Linked DNA regions of Bos taurus: region 1 is linked to region 2. A link is a contact called in public Hi-C data. All regions are on one chromosome and are shown on one strand. Each heading gives the region's core, a stretch centred on a gene start, on an enhancer-like site or on the middle of the called end of the contact. The rest is flanking DNA. Distances are from core to core; before and after follow the strand shown.

Evidence for each region. Hi-C and Micro-C count contacts between places; a contact is called where the count stands out from the background.
Region 1: a Hi-C map of blastocyst shows a contact between it and region 2, with 5 times the contacts expected there. The contact joins the promoter of TAC4 here to the promoter of DLX3 in region 2. A contact is called at or near these places in 4 of 11 Hi-C or Micro-C datasets (blastocyst, liver, skeletal muscle and 1 more).

Annotation. Positions count from the first base shown.
Region 1 is chr19:36,788,896-36,793,504 of ARS-UCD2.0, forward strand. It overlaps TAC4 (tachykinin precursor 4), which reads left to right and starts at 3,194. Exons shown (of 5, transcript XM_059878513.1): 1 at 3,194-4,609. It overlaps LOC104975064 (a long non-coding RNA gene), which reads right to left and starts at 2,931. Exons shown (of 3, transcript XR_003030886.2): 1 at 1-2,931.
Region 2 is chr19:36,659,342-36,664,496 of ARS-UCD2.0, forward strand. It overlaps DLX3 (distal-less homeobox 3), which reads left to right and starts at 3,085. Exons shown (of 3, transcript NM_001081622.1): 1 at 3,085-3,618; 2 at 4,653-4,843. The coding sequence starts at 3,294.

The DNA of each region.
Region 1 (4,609 bases), core at 1,944-4,443, 130 kb after region 2:
TAATACAGATATATGTTTTTCATGCTTTTAAATTCTATGTAGATGGACCCATAGTCTAGGTATCCTGATATAACCTGGTTTTTTTTAGCCCAACACTTTATGAGTTTTATCCACGTTGATATAGACACTCTAATTTATTCATTTTTACTGCTGTGTAGTATTCTACTGCCACAATGGACTTACCTATTTTCCTGATAATGGACATTTAGATTATTTCTCACCTTGTTTTAAATTGTAAAGGTAATAAGTGCACATATTCTCACTGTAAAATATTCAAATCATGTAGGGTACTGAATAAATAATGGAAACCTCCCTTTACCTACTTCTCTATCTCAAAATTTACCACCATGACCACCTATGTGTATTCTGCCAGCCCTTTTTCTAGGCATTAACATATGCATATTTGAGGTGAGGAGGATTTGGGAACCCATGAAGGGGAAAAAACACAATCCCACATAACTCCTTTGTTCTAAAACCTTCAGTAACTCCAGTGTCTGCTGGATAAAAGCCACACTCCCCATTCTGGCACTCAGGGCCTCGTGTCTCAGTTCCCCAGTCCTCAGGCAGCCTGTACAGGGTCTTACTGAACCAGCGTTCCTCTGAGAGCCCACGTGTTCCAGACCTCGGTCAGAGAGAGCAGGACAGGGGTCAATCCTGAGTCTCATGCCCCGCCCGCACTAGCCAAGTTAGCCCGCTCATGGGTGCCACTTCCACTTCTGAGAGGCTGGCTCCAGTGTCCTCCCTGACTTGAGAAACAAACTGCTCTGCAGACAGTGGGGTCTGGAGGCCTCACTTGGTAGACAAAGGATGGTGCATTATAATTATGTTTTCACTTAGCAGTTCACTTCTCTGCCACACTCGCTAACTAAGATCCAGGAAGAAAATGCCAATTGGATTCATGAGCTTCGCCTCTCCCACTAATGGGGTCAGGCTCTGGCGGCCATTATTGCACAGAGGCTCCGGGAGAAGCAAACACACAGGCGAGACTTCACCGCCACTTATGAGGCAAGGGCTGCGCAGAACCCACATTCCCTAATGTGGGGGATCGACATACCTCCCTCAGCATCCAGGCCTGAAGCTTCTGAACCCTGACTTTAAGGCCGGGCACACTGAAACTTGTCGGAGAGACCTAGCCACAGGGAGTTCCTAGTCTGAGAGAAACCCAGTTCCTGTCCTTAGGAAACTCTTGACCTGACGACAAACTATCAGGGAATGCCGGAAATGACTTTCTTTAACCTGGCTTTCCTGTAAAATAGGGATGAGAGTTATTGTTTAACTATAGTATTAATGGCAATCATAATAGCCACCATTTACTAAGGCCTACAATGTGCCTGATGCTTCATGAAGTTCTTTTATGCACTATCTCATGTAAACATCTCTACAACCTTTTGAAGTAAGTATATTATTATTCCTATTTTATGGTGAAGGTCAGAAAGGTTAGATGTCTGAGTTTACACACTGTTAAGTGATGGGGTCAGAATTCAAACCCGGAGTCATCTTAGACACTACACTTTGCTTCTACTCTTTTTTTTTTCCCCTAATAAAAGTCTTTTTTCTTCAATTAATTTGCTTCTCTTGACTTCTACCCTTCTTGTAGATAAACACCGCCCCCCCCTCCCAGCCACTGTGCACATTTGTCTTTCCTCATAGAATTTAATTGTGAAAAAGATGTGGGTAGGTGGGGGCCAGGGACCTGGGGAGAAAGGTGATGGAGAAGGGAGATGGAATAAGAAGTCCCAGGGCCATAGGCCTGGGCCAAGAAGCACCTTTGATGGTGGGTGAGGGGTCTCATGAAAAGGGCAAGAAAGGAACTGTTTTCAATCATTCTCAGGACGCAAGAATTTCTGGTACTGGGCCACCTATACCTTCAGGCCCTCTCAGAAATCCTTGGGATATTATTGACAGGCAACAAACACCGCCAAATTGTCTGCCATGCCTACACAATGTGTGGGCACAGAGGGTTATGGCTTCATTTGCTCCATCTATAATCCATGTGTAGAGACCCTCTTTTCCGAACCCAAAGTGTTCTGTCTAGGTCAAGTGTCTGAAGTGTGCGTGCATGTGTTCAGTCACTCAGTCGTGTCCTACTCTCTCTGGCCCCATGGACAGGCTCTTTCATCCACAGAATTTTCCAGGCAAGAATACTGGAGTGGGTTGCCATTTCCTACTCCAGGGGACCTTCCCGACCCAGGGATGGAACCTCGTCTCTTGCCATCTCCTGCATTGGTAGGCGGATTCTGAAGTGTACCCATACTGTAACCACACTGTAAACATGGGTAAAGAGGGCCCAGGATTCTTATTCTCTCCCCCAGATACCACTGCCATGGCACTTTCCACACTGTTAAAAATGTTACAATGCTTGTCTGTTTTTTTCAGCTGTGTTGTGGGGCAACTCCCACGTTGTAAGGTCTCATCAAATCCAGAATCAATGGATGAATGCATTAATGTAATCTCAAAGATTCGCAGTGAAACTAAGCCATTGCCGGTGAAAGGGTCCAAGCCCAGGGTGCAAAGATTATTGCCCCAATTCCACACTCCGGGCTACTTGTACCAGGAACCACCCTGCCCCCTCCACTGGAACGACCACGCTGCGCATTCCAGGGAGGCTCGCCTCCTCTGGCGGCCCAGCTTCCCTTTCTCCTCGCGTCTTTCTGTCCAAGGGACAGGCCGTGAGATTAGGACTCAGCTCTGGCCCCTTCCGGATCCGCCAACGCCAAGCTCTAGAAACGCGCGCGCGGAGGTGGGGTGGGCGAGTGGATTGGGCTTCAAAAGGAGCCTCCACATGGGGGCGCTGGAAGGGCGCGGGAGAGACTGAAACAGGGTCTCTGTGGCGTCCTCCGGGCTGGGGAACCCAGAGAGCCAGCGCCCCCGGTCCCCTTCCCGTTCCGGCCCGCCCCGCCCCTGCCCCGGCTTGCGTTTGCGTTCTCAGCCGCAGGGAAAGAGGCCGATCAGGCTCCGGGCTCCGCGGCTTCACAGCTGGACGGCCTCGCCCGAGGCACCCAGCCTCCCCGAGCCGGCCGGTAAAGTGGGGATAGTCTTTCCACCTCCTTTGGACGCAGTCGGCGCTCAGGAAACGTCAGCTTCCTGCCCGCATCCCGCCCTCGGCTCGTGTTTCCCTCTTCCTAGCTGTCCTCCCTCCTGCGTCCTTTCCTCTCTCGGCTCCGCAATCTTAGCCAAACCGCAGCCTTTAACAATCGTGCGCGCCCACCCGGCGCCCGGGCAGCCTCGCCGCGGCCGCGACTCACCTCGCGGCCCGCCCGCCCCCGGCGCTGCCCCCGCCCCAGCCCCGCGCTCTGCCAGCTCCAGAGGCCTCGGCCCGGCTCAGCAGCGGCTCCCCAACCCCCCGCCGGGCCGCGAGGATCGGGCGAGGAGGGACCCGCAGGCCAGGGAAGTGCCCGGGTGGCCGAGGGCACCGGGCGGGGCGGCGGGCTCGGCAGCCCGGCCGAGAGCGCCAGCCTGACCGCAGCCCGAGGGCAAAGCTGCAAATAGCCGCGGTTTCCAGCTGGTGCCCGGCCTCCCTCCCAGCCTTCCGGACCTTCGGGATTTTCTCTCCCTTCTTCCTGCCGCCCTCTCCTCTACCCTGTGACCCCTGCCCCGTCCCCGCTGTGCCCCCACCACACTCTGTCAAACTGGGGCCAGGAGACCAGCGCTAAGGTCCAGGGTTCCAGAGGTAGAATAATCACAAAACTTAAGTTAGGACTAACTCAACTCATGCTATGTGCAAGTCACTGTGCTGAACTCTTTAAGGATGGGCATTCATAAAACACTTACCACCACCAGATGAGGGTTGGCTCCAATTTGCAGATGGAGAAATTGAAGCTCAGAGAGGGCCCTTGGGTCCTAAGGTCACTGGGTTTCAACCTGCAGAATGGGAAGCCATCTCCCCTGTCTACAGGTGAATGCTGTTACTCTGCCTCCAGCCATGGACTGCTTGCTCTTGTGGGAAAGTGGAAAGCAGCTGACCAGGGACCGGGGATGCTAGTCAACCAGTAATTCTCAGTGTAACCTAGACCAAGCCCAACCTGCTGGCTTGTGAAATCCAGTGTCAGTTTCCACGTCTGTAAAGTGAAGGGGCCATTCATCTCTGTACGGAAAAACTTGTTAACAAAAGTGGAGAACCAAAGTGGACTGTAAGTTATTAAGTGCCCTGCCCGTGGGAAAGTTGGCTGGGGGCTGTGTAGATTCAGACCCACAAACTAGGGTTGACTAGGTCAGAAGGGGCTGAGCTGGGGAACCTGCATTTTAGCAAATGCAGGGATTCTGAAGCCATCAGGGTTTTGGGGGGGTTGTTTTCATTTTAGCTGCTCTGTGTCTTCATTGTGGTGCCTGGACTCTCTGTTGCTATATGCTGGCTTCGCTAGTTGTGGCACTCAGACTTTTCTTGTTACGGAGATTGGGCTCTAGAGAGCAGATTCAGTAGTCGTGGCGCGGGCTTAGTTGCCCCAAAGCATGTGGGATCTTAGTTGCTTGACCAGGGATCAAACCCGTGTCCCCTGCATTGGAAGTAGGCTTCTCAACCACTGGACCACCAAGGAAGTCCCTAAACTATCAGGTTGGGATTCACCAAGGAGATTCCTGAAAAGGAGAGAAAGTAACGTGGCCTTGCCTA
Region 2 (5,155 bases), core at 1,835-4,334:
CTGGCTCACCCTCTGGCTGGGTCCTTCCTGCGTTCCTTCCCTCAGACCTGGCACTCTGTAAATCCAGCTGCTCTGGCAGTGCCCAGGTGGCATAATATCTGGGCTGTAAGGAATCGCTTGCTTCAACAGAGAACATGTTCTCGTACCAGAGAGAGGGTGTTCGATGGACTCCAAGGCATTGGCCAGCACTGCCCCTTCTCCCTCCTGCCAGCCTCCCAGAGGCATCAGACTGTCTGCCCTCCATCACCCCTCCACCAGGGGCAGGACTATGCCCGGGCTGACACCTGCTCATCTTGTTGGCTCAGATGAGGCGCAATGGGTGGCACTGGTCCCACTGAATCCTCTGGCAACCTCACCACCCTGAGCTGGCAGGTGCCTGCCCAGGGGCTGGTGGCTCCAGTCTTGCTGGCCTGACGGGCCCCTTTGGGGCCACATGGCCTCATCTGGGAAGCTGCTCCTATCCTGGAGTGGGACAGCTTGATGCCAGAGCCTGCCCCAGGCTGCCCCTTTCCCTAACCCTGCAAGCGTACCCAACTGAGATGATTCAGCCCCTCTCCAGTATTAGGGAGTCCTAGTTATTCATTCATCAAACATGTATTGAGTGCTGACGTTGTGTGTGTGCCAGGACCTGCCCTTGGTATCTAGAACATAGTAGTGAACTAAACAGATACGATCCCTGGTGTCCTGGAGCACAGAGGGCAATGAGGGGTCAGATGCTAACTTCACATTACCAAACAATTATTTAATTGCTCTCTTCAGTCCCTAATGCTGCAATTTAAATCTGCTTTTAGAACTCTTACATTTTCATAGCAGAATGCAGCATAGAAATTATCCTAACGTAACCCACCATCACCACCACCTTTTCATGATTCCAGGATTCCGAGCTCCCAACCCACTGCTCCTTCACTTTACTTAGGAGTGCCAGAAGGAGGGAAGGGAGTGAGGCTTCACTGAGTACCGCGTGAGTAAGGTAGACTTCCTTCTGTCTCTGCATTACTTGGCGTTTCTCTGTCTCAGTTGACGGGTGAATGAATGAATGAATGAACCCCCAAGAAGGGGCTTATCCAACTCTGGAGGGCTGGGGGCTCCAAAGCAGGCCCTGCCTGCCTCCCCCGCTTCCATTCTGGGAGGGAGGGCCGGCCCCGCCCAGTGCCCTTCCTGCCCCTAGCGCCGCGGGCTCTCCAGGCGCCCTCTTGGCACCAGAACAGAGGGCATCCAGAGCGGGTGGTAACTCGCCCCGCCACGGGCTCGGAGCGGCCGGCGATAGGCGCTGGGGGGACGCGGAGATAGACAGATAGCGCTCCCCAGGCCCAGCCCCCGCCCCCACCTTTCCCACGCCGCGGCCTCTCCACTTGGGCCTGGCAGGCACTCCTGCCCCTTGCACCCCGGACTGTGGCTTTCTGTCTTCGCCAACGGCAGCTCTCAAAGCCCTGAGAACCCTGACAGCCTACCCTGGCGGTCTGGCTTTGGAAAGGGGCACAGAGCCCCTTCCAAAGCTTTCTTCTAAAGCAAGCTTCTCCACCGGACAGAGTCTACGAAAGAGACCCCTCCTCCGGGCTGGGCAAGACTTGGGGATGCTGGAGGGCCAAAGACTGACCAGAAGGTGGCGCGCTGGCACTATGCGTCCTGGGACAAGTTAGCCGAGTCAGGCGGCGGAAGAGGACGGGAGAAATGACCGCGGAGCCCTATGTGAAGGTTGTATGCAACTAGGAACTGATATTTGGAAGAGACTCCTTCTCCCCCCAACCAAGAAAGGCGGAGAACAGAATCGAAAGTGGAATGGATAAATGAGCTAAAGCTTTGGGAGCAGTTTGGATGACTTAGAAAGCTGGCCTTGTAGGCCAGACAGAACTAGGAGGTGGGAGTCCCCAGGGAGGAGAGCCTCTTTCTTGGGGGGGACAGGGTTCAGTGGGCCATCATGGTTCTCAACTACTTGAGGTTGGGAAGGTGCTGAGAGTTTTATGTGCATCTGTATACAACTACAAATTCACACGCAGACACCCCATCCCGTGGTCCTCCACTCACACTGCTTTCAGACTCCCATATACACTGGCTCACTCTCTCACATGCACACTCCTGCACTCATGTGCATTCTTTGTACGAACATGGACTCTGTATGTGCTGCAGAACACATGAAATCCCCACATCACACACCCCTGGTCTCTAAAAATGCTCACTCTGTCTGGGTATGAGAAGTCCCAGAAACACAGAATCTGCCCCCAAACTTACTGAAGCACAGAGAGCCAGCCTGTGTCCCACCCATCTTCATGGGGACCATGTTCTTTCCCACAAGCCTAGGTCATCTCTGAAACTTTTGGAGACAAATTTAACATCACTACACACAGGCTGTGCACCTCCTGGAGCTTCCCTGGACCCAGTGATGACTTTTTTAGGCCTGATGCACTTTTGTCTGATGGACCCCTTCATTCATTAAAAACATTTTTTAAAGTTACCTTTTGTGATTGCATTGCTGTAAAAATGATATAGTAATATATATTCAAACTTTTTCTTTAACCTATTTTTTTTTTCTTTCTTCTAATTAAAAAAAGAAAAAACTAGAACATTTTCATGAGCCTGGGTCCTGCCACTTTGGGCATGTTTGCCTGTCATTTGCCCCGCCACCCCACACACCTTTAACCACCTACCTCACAGACACCCAGCGGCCAAATTCCCCTCCTCTATGGCACCTGAGCCCACCTTCCACTCACAGGCAGAGAGACAGACAGACGGACAGACCTGGGGACTCTTGCAAAGATACCCTTGTCCCACTCTTTCCTCCAGGAACACCGAGGGGTTATCTGGGCTGGGGAAGGGATCCACAGGAGGAGGAACAGAGGGGTCTGTGTGAGTGTGTGTGAGAGAGAGAGTGTGTGTATGACTGTGCGTGTGTGTGAGTGTGTGTGTTTGTGTGTTGAGTAACAACAAAGAATGAGAGAGAGAGAAACGAAAGAGCGCAAGAGCATGTTTTGCCTGGAAGGCAAGACTTGCAGCCAATCAGAGCGCTGGGGCCTCCCTCTGCGACTCCACTATTGAGTCTATAACCGGCTGGCCGGGCGGAGCTGGCAGCATTTGACTGTGGCTTGGGACGCGACGAGAGGCGCGCCGCGACCGCCCGAAGACCCGCGATGGTCTAAGCGCCCCTCGACCGACCCTCCCCAGAGACGCTGCCGGGAACCCTCCCCCTCGCCCTCCGGACACACAACCCCGCCTCGTCTCCTCCGCCTCCCCCGAGCTCCTGCCCGCTTCGGCGTTCCGGCTGAGGCCAGCCCGGGGGTGGTACGGCGCCCGCCAGGATGAGTGGCTCCTTCGATCGCAAGCTCAGCAGCATCCTCACCGACATCTCCAGCTCGCTCAGCTGCCATGCGGGTTCCAAGGACTCGCCCACCTTGCCCGAGTCTTCCGTCACTGACCTGGGCTACTACAGCGCTCCCCAGCACGACTACTACTCGGGCCAGCCCTATGGCCAGACCGTAAACCCCTACACCTACCACCACCAGTTCAATCTCAACGGGCTTGGAGGCACAGGCGCTTATTCGCCCAAGTCGGAATATACCTACGGAACCTCCTACCGGCAATATGGAGCCTACCGGGAGCAGCCGCTGCCCGCTCAGGACCCAGGTGAGGACCGCGGGGTCGCTGAGAATGGGAGGCACTGGGAGGTTCCCGAGAGAGAGGAATTGGAGCCAGAATCTAGGGGAGCGTCCCGGCTAAGAAATGTACTGTCTGAAGTTAGAGACGGTGAGCTAGATGACCCCAGAGTGGACGGACGACCTTCCAGTCCAGAAACTGGTCGCCTTTGGGGCGTGGTGCACGCGGGACGCCGCGGTCGGTCCCGGGTGAGGATCCGGGTGAGCGAGGCGGAGAAGGAGAGGGCCCTGGACAGTCAGAGAGCCTCCGGATCCAGGTGCTTTCCCGGCACTTCAGCAAGCGGTTCTCCATCGGGCTCCGGGCAGGCGGCAGGCGCTGGGAGTTCTGCGACCGCAGTTTGGAACTGGGCTGGGGAGGGGGAGAAAGATGAGGGGGACACGGAGAAAGACCCCTCAGAATTCCGGAAACAGGGAGGGAAGCAGCAATTGAGAGTGAAGAAACGGGGGCAAAAAGAAAAATGGAGGCATAAAAATATGTTTTTATAAAATATAAAATATTTTTATTTATAAAGTGGAGGCATAAAAATGGAGAGACAAAGTGAAAGAAAAGACAGAAGAAAGGATCTGAGGAAAGGGCGAAGGAAAAGGAAGTCTGATGTGTCCGCAACTTTTTCTGAAATCTAAAATTATTCTGAAAAGAAAAGGTCTAAAAAACAAACAAAAAAAAAAGAGCGAGAGAAGTGACCGACGGCGAGGTCCTGTGAGAGGGCGGCGAGCAGGCGGGTGGCAGGGACTGAGGGGAGCGAGGCGGCGGCAGTGCGCGTCCAGGGGTGGCTGGCGCCGGGACCCGGGGAGCTAGGAGCCCGGGAGCGCAGCGTCGTGGGCGGCCGCCGGCCAGGCTCTGCGGCCGCAGCTCCCTCCCGGGGCGCTGGCGGCGGAGAGCGCCGCCAGGAAGTCCCGGGACGAGTCGGTGGGCCGGAGGGTGGGGGCTCCCGCGGGGCTCCGGAGGGCGACGGTGTCTTTGGCCGAGGCTGAGTCGCCCACCTCCCGGTGCGTTGCCTGCAGTGTCCGTGAAGGAGGAGCCGGAAGCTGAGGTGCGCATGGTGAACGGGAAGCCCAAGAAGGTCCGAAAGCCGCGCACGATCTACTCCAGTTACCAGTTGGCCGCCCTGCAGCGCCGCTTCCAGAAGGCCCAGTACCTGGCTCTGCCCGAGCGCGCGGAGCTGGCCGCGCAGCTGGGCCTCACTCAGACGCAGGTCAGTGGTGGGCGGTCGAAGGCCGTGAGGACTCGGTGGGGTCCTGCGGGACCCCGGGATACCCCAGGCACCGCTGAGCCTGGATGGCTTAATAAGTTGCCTGCAGGCCCTTGAAACCCTTGTCTGTGGGTAGAAGGACCCCCAGATCTCAAACTCGGTTGAAGTTTGTGCATTAGCACGTGTACAGGTGTGCATATTTGTGAATCATGCGACTGAGTGTGGACTGAGTGCGTCTATCAGAAGGAGAGGTATCCTCCCTCTACCCCAGAATCCCCAGCTTCCACAGGCTCCCAGCAGCGTTGGTCACTGCTA